2 separate regions of the Pan troglodytes genome follow, and region 1 is linked to region 2. The links are chromatin contacts, called in public capture Hi-C maps. All regions are on one chromosome and are shown on one strand. Each heading gives the region's core, a stretch centred on a gene start, on an enhancer-like site or on the middle of the called end of the contact. The rest is flanking DNA. Distances are from core to core; before and after follow the strand shown. Region 1 holds the start of NOS2 (nitric oxide synthase 2). Region 2 overlaps LYRM9 (LYR motif containing 9).

Region 1 (7,037 bases), core at 428-2,927, 73 kb after region 2:
AAACAGGGTCTCACTTTGTTGCCCAGGCTGGAGTGCAATGGTACAATCACAGCTCACTGCAGCATCGACCTTCTGGTCTCAAGCGATCCTCCCACCCCAGCCTCTCGAGTAGCTGGGACTGCAGGTGTTCACCACCACACCTGGCTAATTTTTGTAATTTTTGTATTTTTTGCACAGACAGGGTTTTGCCATGTTGGCAAGGCTGGTCTCAAACTCCTGGGCTCAAGCAATCCTCCCATCTTAGCCTCCCAAAATGCTAGAATTTACAGGCATGAGCTACCACACCTGGCCAAAAAATTCTTAATACACTTTTTTTTTTTTGTCCACGTAATGGTACACTATAAAGCTGGCCCGGTGTGCCTTTCTCTATGCTGATCACTTGGGTTGTTTCTGACTCTCGTAGAGAACGATGCTCCAGACATCTCTGTGCACACAGTGGCCAGGCTCTGCAGAAGTTGCCAGTCGTTGCTACATTCTGCCTTTCAGGGGCACTCTGGTGGGGAAGATAACTTTTCCAAGAGCATCAGAGACCAGATATGTATGAGGTGGGGAGACTCAGAAAGCCCAGATACCACAGCTGGAAAGGCCTCAGAGACCCTTAACTGAGGAAAGGGAGGCCCGGAGGGCTTATGTGGCCTAACCAAAGATGCAGCGCTTCTTAGGGAAGGATACAAGAGGGTGGGCTTAGCTGAAGCTCTTGGCATTTAGAACTTCTTGGATCAGCATCCAGCACCCTCAGAGGCTGTACCTGGGGAGAAGGTACCTCTCTTCCTCCATTTGACCTAATTCTAAACCCCCTGTAGCAGTGACGTCTGTCTTCGTCTCATTCCAGTGCACTTTGTGAATTCTAGAGGGCTTTCCCAGAACCAAGGAAGGCTGCTCTGCCCACAGCAGGCCTTGGGAATTTAACCTCCCTGGGAGCAGCCTCAATGAGTGATGCTCTGGAACTGCTGGGTCAGTAGCCCAGCCCCTGGCCCCTTGGGTGGGATCATTTGAAGCCCTGTGTTCTGCACCATTTTTCAAGTTCCCTGGTGGGGCTGAGTCTAGTTGCAAATCGTGAAAGCTGACCTATAGTACTTTTACCAGCTGCCTCCCTTTCTCTGTCTCACTTCCTCATTCCCCTCCTGATGTCCCCTGCACTTCCCAGATACACTACTTGCCCCTGAATCTTGCCCCTTGAACCATCACACCCTGGGACTACCCCAGGTGCCACTCTGTTTGTTGTTTCTCAACCTAGAAGGACAGGCACCCAGGAAGCAAAACGGGAGGGCAGGGAAGGGAGGATGTTCTGGGGAGACTTGACAAGAAATGAGGCTTTTAAAAGAAACACCAGCAAAGTGCCAGGCCTACACCAGCCAGCTTGAGTCACACTCCAGGGACTCAGCAAAGCTTGTCCACCTTCCTGGTCCACCCTGGGCCTGTCCACCCTGGAGTGACCACCGGGCATTTCCAGTAAAAATCCCTTCACTTCACTTCCGTCATCTCCAAGTCAGGCAAGGTGGTGGAAACCTGGGAAGACCTCAGCTTCGGAGCTGCTGGAATTTGTGTGACTCACGCCCTCCAGTGGTCACTTGACAAATGACATAGGGCTCAGGGTCTGGGGACTTGAGCTTGTTAGGGCCTCAGAACCCGGAGGGTCCCAGGAATGCCTCTTCTCAATGCCATCCTTTGACAGCTGAGCGGAGTGAAGGCCCCACAGGACATGTGACTCGCCACGGGACATGCACACACACAAATAGAGAGTAAGAGCCACACCCCTGTATTTCCTTCACGTCCCACCTTTATCATTTGTGTCACATCTGCATGCACCTATACTGTTATTTGCTTAAACATTTTACCTTAAACTGGCTCTTTTTAAACCTGAAATATATTTCTAAAATAAAATTTTTATCACTTTCTGTGAGGTGGGGCACACAGTAGGAACTCCGTCTCCTCCTTCCATGGCCTTGCACAGAGCTGGCACCAGACACTGACATGGAGGGGAGAACATTCAACCCCAGGTAATCCTCAGCTCCTACCTTGATCTCAGTTTCCCACTCTCTCATTGTCACCTCTCCTTGCCCCTGGGTGTACTCACCTGTAGCAAAATGGGTAAGCACACAGTGGGCGCACAAGTGGGGTCCAGTCAAGGTCTCAGACCTGGGTCAGTCCTCAGCTTTGCCACTTACAAACTGAGTGACATTGAGCTGGTCGCTCAAACTTTCTGTGTCTCGGTTTCCTTATTGGTGAATTGGGGATAGTATTATAATAGTACCTGCCACACAACGTTGTTGGAGGATTAACTGAGATAATAAATGGAAAGCCCAGGGCCTGGCTGTATTTATGGAGCAAGCACCAGAGCAAGTGCAAGTTGGGATTCCAGGGTTGTAGCCCTGCCACCACCTGACTGTGTGGTCTTGGACAAGTCATTTGGCTTTGCTTAGCCTCAATTTCCCCATCTATAAAATGGGGCTAGTGATCATTCCCACCCCACAGGACTGTTGTGTGGATTAAATGCTTGGTATGTTTAAGTGCCTTGCTCGGTAAACGTTAGCTCTGATCAATTGTTTTTGTAGAAAAGTCTTCAAAGTTGCTAACTTCCGAGGGCTAACTGGATCTGAACCATCTTCACAGCCTGGCATAGAAACAGATCAAATCAATCCAGTGGAAAATCAATTCCAGGATAATGAGCCCAAGACATTCCCGTGCTGATTGCTGTCAGCATGGTGCCTAGGACAGCCTGGGAAGGCAGGGAGGAGGGCATTTCTCCACAGCAGCCTCGGAACCTCTATCGCCACCCTCCGGGGGGCCCACCTGTCCCCCGCCTGCCCTTCAAGGTGCTCTTTGATTTCTCCCCAGCAGAATTCACCTGCTGCATCCATCATCAGAAGAGGCCAGGAATGCGGCCTGCTGGGTGGGCAGGGCCAAGAAGAAGGCAGCCGTGCAGGCCCAGGAAGCCGTAGGAGACTTGCCAACCTCCAGTAGGGGGCCAGCCCTGGACCCTGCAGACAGGCGCTCTGGGGAGGGTACCAGAAGCTCACTGTTTGTCCCGGCTTGAAGACTGTTTGCTGTGTGACCTTGGTGAGTCTCCTAACCTCTCTGTATCATCACAATCATTATCACTATTTTTACTTTCCTCCTCTTCCTATTTGCCGGTTAAGAGAGGATTGGGATAGTGGTCATGGTTATACAACATTGTGAATATTCTAAAAACCATTGCATTTTACACTTTAAAATAGTTAATTGGTAATTTTATGTTATGTGAAATTTATTCCAATTAAAAATTAAAAATACATACATGAATTTAATGTTACAAAGGGAGAGAGAGGACCGGGAATTTAAAAGCAGGTGTTTGTGGTGGGACGGGGACCTGTCTGAGGAAGGATACTTCAGAAGGCAAGTCCTGGTATCCACTTGCTCTTTGTCAAAAGGGAAACTGTTACTCTCTGACTCCCAGCAAGGATAATAAATTCTTACTTGGCTGACTTTTTGCTCAATGGCTCAAAGCATTTTCTTGTATCTCGTTTATTTACTTTTATTTTTATCACCTTTTGTCACGAGAAAAGTCAGGCCCAGAGAGAAGTGGCTTTTCCAAGATCACATGGTGGGTCAGCAGTGAAGCTGTGCCTCGAACCTGGGACCTTTCAGGTTAAAGGAAACCAGAACGTGCCACGCCCAGATATGCCGATATGGCATCCTGATTATCTCCAGCTGAAGGCATTTGAGAAAGAGCAGCTAGAGAGAGGGCTATCTGAACTGCCCTGTCCTGCCTGCAGCAAGCCATAAACATTCCTTGGAGAAAGATGCTTTCCTAGCATCAAGATGAGAAGATAAGTTTTATCAGCTCAGAGATGGCACCAGAGCCATCTACAAATACAAACAAACCTTGCTATCCTACTCCTTAGCTCACTCCCACACGTTTACCTTCTCATAGCTTCCCACCCCTGGAAGCCTACAACTGCATTCGTCTTGTCACCTTTCTCTTCTTTCTTTCTTTCTCTCTTTCCTTTCCTTTCTTTTCCTTTCCTTTCCTTTCCTTTCCTTTCCTCCTTTCCCTCTTTTTTTTCCTTTTTGTTGTTTGAGACAGGCTAGGGTGCAGTGGCGTGATCATAGCTCTCTGCAGCCTCTAACTCCCGGGCTCAAGTGATCCTCCCACCTGATCCTCCTGAGTAGCTAGGACTACAGTAGCTGGGCATGCCACCATACCCAGCTAATTTATTTTCAATTTTTCTGTAGAGATTGGATCTCACTGTGTTGCCCAGGCTGGTCTCGAACTCCTGGCCTCAAGCAATCTGCCCACCTCAGCCTCCCAAATTGCTGGGATTCCAGGCATGAACCACGGCGCCCGGCCATCTTGTCACTTTCTAAAATGCATTGCTCTTCATGGCAGATGCTCCATAAGCCAGAGTTCTAAGCCACAGCATTGAGTTACTTTCACTGAGGCTTCTTCTGCGTGGTGTGCATCACAGACATTAACAAACTTGCTTTTTTTTCTCTATTATTAATCTGTCTTTTGTTACAGTGTCTTTCCCAACAAATAACTTAAGATGATTGAGGAGAAATTATATTTCCTTCCCAGCTGGCTAATTCCAAATGTGTCCTCAAGCCTGGTGCTTGGACTCAAACCCTGCCACAGGTCAAGAATACCACACCAAGCAGACGCTGTGTTAGAGGGGCACCTGAGGTGACATGTTTGACAGATCACATAACTGAATAACTGCATTTTCTGAAGGAAAATCAACGAAGTGCTTTGAGGCCAAGTAGATGGGATTCTTGAGGATTCCATGAATAGCAAATAGTAGTATCCCCCTCAGAGGCTCTTGGGTGGGGGCATTAAATGTGTTAATACATGTGTTTGCGGCAGGTATAGCCAGAATATGTGAAAGCAGCTACACGGAATAGAGTGTAGCAAACTCCTAATCATCCCTCAAAACCCTGTCCTGGTGTCCTCTCCCTTGTAAACTTTCCTTGAACAAGGCAGAACCAGGTACATCAGCACCATACCATCCCTCCATCACTACAGATATCACTCTGTACTATAATTTTCCATTTATTTTTCTAGGCCTTGCACTCCCTAAGGCCAGGATTCTGACTCTTTCCCTGAGTGTTGTTTACCTGAACTGAACCGGCATGAACCACCGCGCCCGGCCATCTTGTCACTTTCTAAAATGCATTGCTCTTCGTGGCAGATGCTCCATAAGCCAGAGTTCTAAGCCGCAGCATTGAGCCGCAGCATTGAGCTGAAGCCTGAAGGGAAGATGGCTTTGATATGTTAAAACTCATTCCAGTTTACTCCTATTTTTCATTCATTCATCCACACATTCACTCAACAAAGATCCTTGAGCTCTGATATCCATGTCTTTTTTGTGGCTCTTAGTTTATCTTTGACAAAGTTAATATATTATGCTGAATTTAACTTGGGAAAGACAGGAAGGAAATGAGTGGACAGTGGCAGCAAAGTGTTGGGACGGTGAGATCAAGGGTGACTTTTTTTCCCTTTGCTTCTCAACTTCTCCCTAATGTAGTTGTTATTTTACTTTTATGATGGAAAAATGCATATGTATGGGAATACTGTATTTGAGGCATTATAAGGAACGAAATTGTAGGCCAGGCATGGTGGCTAACCCTTGTAATCCTAGCACTTTGAGAGGCTGAAGTGGGCAGATCACTTGAGCTTCGGAGTTCGAGACCAGCATGGACAACATGGTGAAACCCAGTCTCTACCAAAAACACAAAAATATTAGCTGGGTGTGGTGGTGCATGCCTGTAGTCCCAGCTACTCAGGAGGCTGAGGTGGGAGGATCGCTTGAGCCTGGGAGGCAGAAGTTGCAATGAGCAGAGATCGTGCCACTCCGCTCCAGTCTTGGTGACAGAATGAGACTCCATCTCAAAAATAAATAAATAAATAAAAGAAATGAAATTATAAGAAATTACCACTTTTTCATGTAAGAAGTGATCAATTCCATTATAAGGGAAGGAATTCTTCCCCCCGTAGGAAATAATCCTACCTGCCATTCCACCAAAGCTTACCTAGTGCTAAAGGATGAGGTGTTAGTAAGACCAACATCTCAGAGGCCTCTCTGTGCCAATAGCCTTCCTTCCTTTCCCTTCCAAAAACCTCAAGTGACTAGTTCAGAGGCCTGTCTGGAATAATGGCATCATCTAATATCACTGGCCTTCTGGAACCTGGGCATTTTCCAGCGTGTTCCATACTGTCAATATTCCCCCAGCTTCCTGGACTCCTGTCACAAGCTGGAAAAGTGAGAGGATGGACAGGGATTAACCAGAGAGCTCCCTGCTGAGGAAAAAATCTCCCAGATGCTGAAAGTGAGGCCATGTGGCTTGGCCAAATAAAACCTGGCTCCGTGGTGCCTCTATCTTAGCAGCCACCCTGCTGATGAACTGCCACCTTGGACTTGGGACCAGAAAGAGGTGGGTTGGGTGAAGAGGCACCACACAGAGTGATGTAACAGCAAGATCAGGTCACCCACAGGCCCTGGCAGTCACAGTCATAAATTAGCTAACTGTACGCAAGCTGGGGACACTCCCTTTGGAAACCAAAAAAAAAAAAAAAAAAAGAGACCTTTATGCAAAAACAACTCTCTGGATGGCATGGGGTGAGTATAAATACTTCTTGGCTGCCAGTGTGTTCATAACTTTGTAGCGAGTCGAAAACTGAGGCTCTGGCCCCAGAGAACTCAGCCTCATTGCTGCTTTAAAATCTCTCGGCCACCTTTGGTGAGGGGACTGGGCAGTTCTAGACAGTCCCGAAGTTCTCAAGGCACAGGTCTCTTCCCGGTTTGACTGTCCTTACCCTGGGGAGGCAGTGCAGCCAGCTGCAAGGTGAGTTGCCTTCATTTCTGGGGAAGCGGCTGTTTTGAGAGGGTTTTGTTTCTTCCTCTTTGAGAAGGCTCAGAAAATTGTGGGAATTTTCTGCCTACAGAGAGAAGGTGTTGGAAAGTCTAGGTAAAGAAATGCCGACATGAGCTTTGGTCATTTTAACATGGCATCTTGATCAGATTTCTTTTCTGCAAATATTAGCTGTGGTTGTTACATGA
Region 2 (7,311 bases), core at 401-2,900:
CTGAGAGAATCCAGCAGATTATTAAAAGAGCCATTGAAGATGCTGACTGGATCATGAACAAAGTAGGTGCTTGGCCCCTGGGCTCTGCCTGCGAGCTGGGGTGATGATGGCTGTGATCCCCATGACCACTAGAGGCCACTCCTGCCCCACAGTTGAGAATGGTCCCTGTGGAGGAGGCCACCAGCCAGCTGCTTCCCTCCTCCAGAAGCTGAAAGGTGAAGACAAATCCCTTCTGGTTGCATTTATATTCTGCAAGTGGGGAGGGGCTCTCACTCTTCATCCTTAAAGGCAAATTTCTGCCCAACAGTGCTGATCGAGCTGAGAGGGGGCAGCAGGAAGAAGGAGGGAAAGCTATAGTGCCAGAGCCGGCGGTGGCACTGTGATGCCGCAGAGAGGGAAGCTGTCCTGGCGGGGGACTCCCTGTCTCTGGGGGGTATTCACACTGGGGCAGAATTATGGAGGAAACATTCAGTATGTTTTGGTGGAGGAAGGGAGTGAGTCAGGAATGTAGACTGGCATCTTGGCCCTTAGATGCTGGTATTAGAAGGACCTAGAGAGTTGGAGTGTGCCCATACCTCCCTGTCCTTCTAACTCACTCTCCAGAGTGAGTTATCACTATCCTCCCTCCCCAGCCCTGTCAGCTTCCTTTTTCACTAAAGAAGAAAGGGAGTCCAGGCATGAACTAGAGATTTGGCTGCCCAGTGCCTCCTGCCTGGGTTTCACCACCTCCAAGAAGCCCCTGCAGGAGGCAGGTGAGGTCCAGATGATGGAGGCCTGAGATTTCTCCAGAGTCCTCCTGCCCGTTGGCTTCCCTCCTCCACTTTGAATCTCTCTGTCTTGCAGTATAAAAAACAAAACTGAGAGCTCCGAGGGTGAGCCTTCCTGGCCTCTGGAAGTTGAGAGGCCCCTCTTCTGGAGCTCAGCAGCAGCAGCTGGTTTGGAAGATCCATTGGCCTTGTTGGCTGAAAGCCCGAAATCAGGGGAGAAGCTGACCTTGCTCCGGAGGCTCCTCTTGCCGCGGCCATGTTGCCAGCATCCTTTATGTTTGCACTTCCAGCCACTTACGATGTGAAATTTGGGGAGAATGTAGTATTTTTTTGCTTCTTTTGTGTGTTTTTTATTTTTGTGTTTTTGTTCTTTTACTTTTCTCTGAAAGTGATTCATTTATTCTGGAGATCTCTTTATCATTCTCTGAGTCCCAGAGCAGATGTCCCCTCGGGTAGCAACCTGTACAGAAGAAAGCACGTGGGTTTTAGAACCAGACAGATCTGGATTTGAATCCCAGATGCAATAAGATGAAGGTGAAGTGCCTCACACAGGATGTGGCACATGACAGTGCCTGAAGGGCTCCCTTCAAGGAAGCCGTCCTGCCCCGCCCCCTCCTCTGCTCCTGCAGCGCCCTGCACAGCTCTGCTCCCCGCACGCACCGCGTCGGGTCTCAGTTATTTGTTTGCGAGCTTGCCCTGTCCCTGCTTGTAGCCCCTGAGCCCTCACAGTTGTCACACACCCAGCAGTCTGCCAAGGAGCTGCTTTTCCTGACTACTGTCTCTCCATGCCTAGGGAAGTCAAAGCCCTGGGCCTTGCCTTCAGGGAGTTGACAGTGTCCTTGAAGTGGTGAAGTGCCCACCACATGAACCAAGGAGAGACGCCAAAGCAGCTGCCATGGACTCTGGCCTGTCCAAGCCTCTGCGCACCTGCAATCTCTTTCCACTGGCACTTCCCTGCTTTGCTACCATCGTGGAAGAATGGAAGGGAGGGGGAGAAGGTGGGTGGGCTCAGGGAGAACGGCCAGAGTGGCCAGAAGATGCAGAGAGAAGCCCCACTGGGATCTGAGTATTCCCCAAGGGCACTCAGCCACAGGGATGAACTAGTGTTTGTTTGTATCCTTGCAGTTATGTGACTTAAAGTGACTCAGAGATATCTATGTGTGCGAGTGTACTCCGCTGGCAATGAAGTAAATATATCAATTTGTGGAAGCTCGTGTGTCTTCTCAACTGATAAACCATACGTTCCCTAAGCATACGTTGTCTCCTTCCTGAGTGTCATCTACTGTTGAGAACCTAGAGTCAAGTCAGACAAAGCTGCCCAGGAGGGGTCATTCTTCAGAGAAGGTGACTGGGATTGGCCCCACTGCTAGACAACAGTTGATGAGGTCAGATCTGCCCCACCAGGGTATGGGCAAGCTGAGGGGTTTCAGGCTAGGGCCAAAGCTGAGCCAGGCCCCTGTCTGCACCCCTGCCATTGAGCTGGGGGCCCCTCCTCAGGTGGCAGGGCTGTATTGTGATCATAGGAGTGGGGGCAGCTGTATCCCAGATGTTTCCCCAACAGGAGAGAAATGATTGAAGGCTGACAAGGGTTCAGGATAGAGTTAGTGTCGTTTGCTCTTGACCAGCTCCTGGAGTGGTTCTATGACCTTTAGTTCCTGGGTAGGTGCTTGGTCCAGCTGTGCTTACTCGCCACATGTCAGACAGTGGTTGCCCAGCTCCAGCATGTGGCTGGCCCGTGAGGGAGCCAGCAAGGGGTGGGGTGGGTGAACAGTGTGTTGGCTGCTCTCCCCCAGCCCCTGTGCTGCCACAGAGGGTAGTGAGCCCGGTCATGCAGGGGCCCAAGGTAGGGGAGGCAGGATGCACACAGCACTGTGCACACAGGGGCACTGTTGAAGCCTGGGAGAGCCTCCCATCCTCAGCAGCAGCCTTGCCTTCCACCCTGCCCTCTGACTTCCACTACTCCAAGCCCTGCGTGGACCATGCATATGGGTCCTTCATTTCTCCTCTCAATTCTCAAATGCACAGAGTTGAAGGTTTACAGAGTAGCCTCCAAGCAAATGGAAGAAGGAGATGAAGGTCTCACCCAGAGTCAGCCAGTGTGGCCTGCTGGAGGGGGCTCTGGAGATACAGACACCTGAATTTGAATCCCAGTCTGTCACTTAGTGGTGGTGTGATTTGGGGCAGATTTGTTAACCTGTCAGGCTCACTTTTCTCACTGCTACAGGTTGCACATCCCATGGGCTGGTGAGATTACGGCAGTGCACACAGATGGGCTGTCAGCCATGTGGCCTCCATCTCTTGTCTTTGGTTTACCTGGTGATGACACTTCTCTCCTTTTTCTTTTCCTTTTTTTTTTTTTCTTTTTTTTTGAGATGGAGTTTTACTCTGTTGCCCAGGCTGGAGTGCAGTGGCACAATCTCAGCTCACTGCAACCTCCGCCTGCCGGGTTCAAGTGATTCTCCTGCCTCAGCCTCCTGAGAAGCTGGGATTACAGACGCATGCCACCACACCCAGCTGATTTTTGTATTTTTAGTAGAGTCGGGGTTTCACCATGTTGGCCAGGCTGGACTGGAACTCCTGACCTCAAGTGATCTGCCCGCCTTGGCCTCCCAAAGGGCTGGGATTACAGGTGTGAGCCACCGCGCCCAGCTGATGCTTCTCTTTAGGTGGGTCCTTGCGGCTCTCCCTGGTGTCCACTGTACAAGCAAAATGTCAGCAGGGAAGGATTTGACACGTGTTGCCCACACTTAGATACTCCTTTGGACTCACATTGCCTTTCTGGGGTGCATTTGCATTATAAAGTTTCTGGGTTTATCTGTGTAGCAAAAGACAGATGTTAAAACCCTCAAGGGTCTTCTTTGCAAGACCCTGCATATCTGAGGCTGACTCCTGGGGCAGTGCTAGCCTTGAGTCCTACACCAGCACATGCTTCCTGGGGCAGAGCCTGTCCTGCCCTACACAGTTCCATTTCTCGCCCCTGTGCCCACCCCATCTTCATTGAACATTTACTGCACAGTCTTCCCTCCACGCAGGAAGGGACTCACAGTCTAAGGGAAAGACAGGCGTGGGTTGCCTGGAGGTTGAGCAATTGTGGCTCGTAGGATGTGATCATAACATAGATTTATCTTTTTCTCTCACAATTCCTTTGTATTTTTTTTTCTGGAGGTTCCTGTTCTCCCTGTCCCTGGATGAAAACTGAGACAAAGCCTCAAAAATTTCTGGCTGGACTTAAATTTTAAAAACCCAAAGCTATGGCTACTTTGAAGTCACAAAACAGTTTCAATGCATGAAGTGAAATGTCCAGTCTCAGGAAAATAAAATTTCAAAACTTGAATTAAGGTTCAGGCATCTCCCTTTTTCCAGTTGGGATCTGCTGCAGAGAGGAAACCTCTGTCAGAGAAGGGGACAGAGGCATCTTTGCTAGCTTGGGGGAGGGGCATTTCAGGCCAAGGAGCACCACTTGTTCAGGGACTCACATGCTGCTTGGTGTGGTTGAGACATCATGGTGGGTGGAGAAAATAGGGGTGGAGGTGGAGGGGATGAGGCTTGAATACACCACGGGAACCAAATCGTGCAGAGCCCTGCAGGCCTTGCTAAGGAGTTTGGACCTTCTCCAAAGGGGCGATTTTGTAATCAACTCTTTATGTAGTTGTCTCCTCCACCAAAGAGTGAAGCCGTTGAAGCCAGGAACCAGGTATTAGTCGTTGCAGAACCCTCCAGGCCAGTTGTGTGTCTGCTGCCCAGGCTGTGAGCTCTTAAGTGTTGGCTGAATGGAAAGAATGATGATCGCAGGCAAACTGTGATGTCTGTCTTTCATTTGTTTGTTTCTCACTGCTTTCTAGTAATGAGAAAGTCTGGGAGATGGTGAGTATTTCTTGGCTAAGTCTTACCGCCGATGGTTGGGAGCTGCTTTGGAGGAGGGAACACTTGCCCTCACTGCACAATTGGCAGGCACTTCCTCCAGGAAGTTTGTCTTGATGCAGAGAGAGGATCTCCCCCAAAGTAAAAGTTACCAAGTGCTGAAATCCAACCTTCCTCCCATCCTCTTGAAATGAACCTGTCCATTTTGCCTCCCTAGTGGGTGGGGATTAACTTGAGCATCCAAATCAAACAAAACAGACACCCTTTGTGCCATGATGGGGAACCATAGCTGTGGCCGATTTGCCCTGAGGGAGTAAACTCGTTAACTTGGGGTGGGTGACTGAAGTTCGAGATGCTGAGAGGCTTTAGAACAGGGCCTTACAGGGTGAAGAGCACCGTGTGGAGCAGGCAGGCACAAGGTCACCCCAGAAAGGCACATGGTTTCAACAACGAATCAAAGAAGCAGGGTACAGGGTTGGAGCTGGTTAAAGGAATCTGCTAATGAACTGCTCAGAGGCTGCAAGATTGCTTTTGAGCCTCTCCGAAGAAATGAAAAAATGTTTTTCAGTGGAACAGCTTCAAATATTTCCTTTAAAGATCTGGTGAGCAGGCCTGGCGCGGTGGCCTGTAATCCCACCCAGCACTTTGGGAGGCCAAGGTGGGCGGATCACAAGGTCAGGAGATCGAGACCATACTGGCTAACACAGTGAAACCCCGTCTCTACTAAAAATACAGAAAAATTTAGCCGGGCATGGTGGTGGGTGCCTGAGTCCCAGCTACTTGGGAGGCTGAGGCAGGAGAATGGCGTGAACCCAGGAGGCGGAGCTTGCAGTGAGCCGAGATTGCACCACTGCACTCCAGCCTGGATGACAAAGCGAGACTCCGTCTCAAAAAAAAAATCTGGTGAGCAAAGGAGGAGGAACACTTACTAGCGTCTACTGCATCCCTGGACTGAGCAGATGATGAGGACACGAAGGAAGAATCAGTCCATAGACAGTGAGCTCCACAGGAAGGACTTGGTTTAGTTCACCACTCTCGTCCTGCCAGCACCCAGCACAGTGTCTGGCACATAGCATGAGCTTCACAAGCATTTGTTGAATGAATACGTCACAGTGCTTGCCTCTGGAACTTACTGTCCAGTGGTAGACAGACCTTTAATCCCGTACACACTATGCAGTGTGAGAAGTGCTAGGGCTCTGTATGGGTTGCAGTTGGGCCCCAAAGGTAGGGCGTGCCCATTTCCTCTGCAGTATGCCATTCATTCATTTACCCATTCATTCTTTAATTCAACAAACATTGAACACCTCCTATTTATGGAGAATCCCATCTATATCTCCATCTGGACTGGGTTATGAATGGTTTAATTTGCTCTTTTATTGATCTGTATGGCTTCTGGAAATGGGTGGCCCCGTCAGTTTTACGCGGCTATGATTACACACAGTAATCCAGAAGTTTCTTTCATGTCTCAACTTTTAAAGTATTATTTTTCTAAAAGTTGTTTCCTATTTATAGACGTTAGTTCACACACACACACACACACACACACACACGCAGATACACCACTACCTATAACTTTTGTTGCTAACAAGTCTGGCTGAGAAATTGTGAATTCCTTGGCATGTTTTTCTGATACCATCATCTTTCTATTAACATGACTAATCTTTAAAGTTCTTGAGTAAGAGAAGGTAAGAGGAATTGTCCAAGAGGACAACTTGCCAATCCAGCCTTAGCCTCCAGGCCTGGAGGTAAACAAACATCCTATCCTTGTCTTCATCTTTGCTGCAGTGTTGACTTCATGCTATCTCTGGCACAAGCCCCTATTTTTTTCCCTTGCATACTTAGCTGGGTCAGAAAACAACCTGGGTCAGAACCCTGGCTTAAAAGCGAACAGAGGGAGAGCACAGGGAACACGGAAAACACCCCAGGCCTTCATAGCCAAACAAAAGCTTCTCCAAATGTAGGGAGCCATTCTCATCCACTCGTGTTAACTCAAGCATTAATCAAGCACTATCCACCTTCCCAGCTTAACACTCCCATTAAAAGGGCAAACGCCATGGAAACCAAATGCCAAAATAGGCAAAGGACCTGAATGGGCATTTCACCAAAGAGGATATACAAGTGGCCAATATGCACAGAAGAGATGCTTCTCAGCCATCAGGGAAACACAAACCAAAACCACAATGTGTTACCACTTCACACCCAGTAGAATGGCTATAATAAAAAAGAAATAATAACAAGTGTTGGTGAGGATGTGGAGAAACTGGAACCCTCATCCACTGTTGGTGGGAATGTAAAGTGGTGTGGCCACTTTGGAAAATAATTTGGCAGTTCCTTAAAATGTTAAATATAGAGTTACTAATTAACCTAGCAAGTCTGTTCCTACGTATATACCCAAGGAAAATGAAAACACGTTCACACAAAAATCTTTTACACAAAAGTTTATAGATTTATTCATAAAAACCAAAAAAGGAAACAGTACAAATGTCCTTCCACTAAAGAATGGATAAATAAAATGTAGTATAGCCACACAATGGAATATTGTTTGGCAAGAGAAAGAAATGAAGTATTACGCGTGCTGCAACATGAGTGAACCTCAAAAACATTATGCTAAGTGAAAGAAGCCAGTTACAAAAGACAAAAGATGTAGTGCATGATTCCATTTGTATGAGATGTCCGTAACAGG

What was found. Capture Hi-C pulls out chosen DNA fragments and counts their contacts.
Region 1: a capture Hi-C map of stem cell-derived neural stem cells shows a contact between it and region 2, with 4 times the contacts expected there. The contact joins two enhancer-like sites. A contact is called at or near these places in 3 of 7 Hi-C or Micro-C datasets (induced pluripotent stem cells and stem cell-derived neural progenitor cells) and 1 of 1 other capture datasets (stem cell-derived neural stem cells).

Annotation. Positions count from the first base shown.
Region 1 is chr19:39,777,919-39,784,955 of NHGRI_mPanTro3-v2.0_pri, forward strand. NOS2 (nitric oxide synthase 2) reads left to right here and starts at 6,632. Exons shown (of 27, transcript XM_054670965.2): 1 at 6,632-6,822. Within about 2 kb of position 1,678, at least 2 of the 24 cell types and tissues checked have an H3K27ac peak or open chromatin away from gene starts, as enhancers often do. A contact at or near this core is called in stem cell-derived neural stem cells, where this site is marked.
Region 2 is chr19:39,704,896-39,712,206 of NHGRI_mPanTro3-v2.0_pri, forward strand. LYRM9 (LYR motif containing 9) reads left to right here. Exons shown (of 4, transcript XR_010153241.1): 3 at 1-215; 4 at 844-1,976. Among named protein-coding and RNA genes, the nearest start is that of LYRM9, 17 kb to the left of the region's middle. Within about 2 kb of position 1,651, at least 6 of the 24 cell types and tissues checked have an H3K27ac peak or open chromatin away from gene starts, as enhancers often do. A contact at or near this core is called in stem cell-derived neural stem cells, where this site is marked.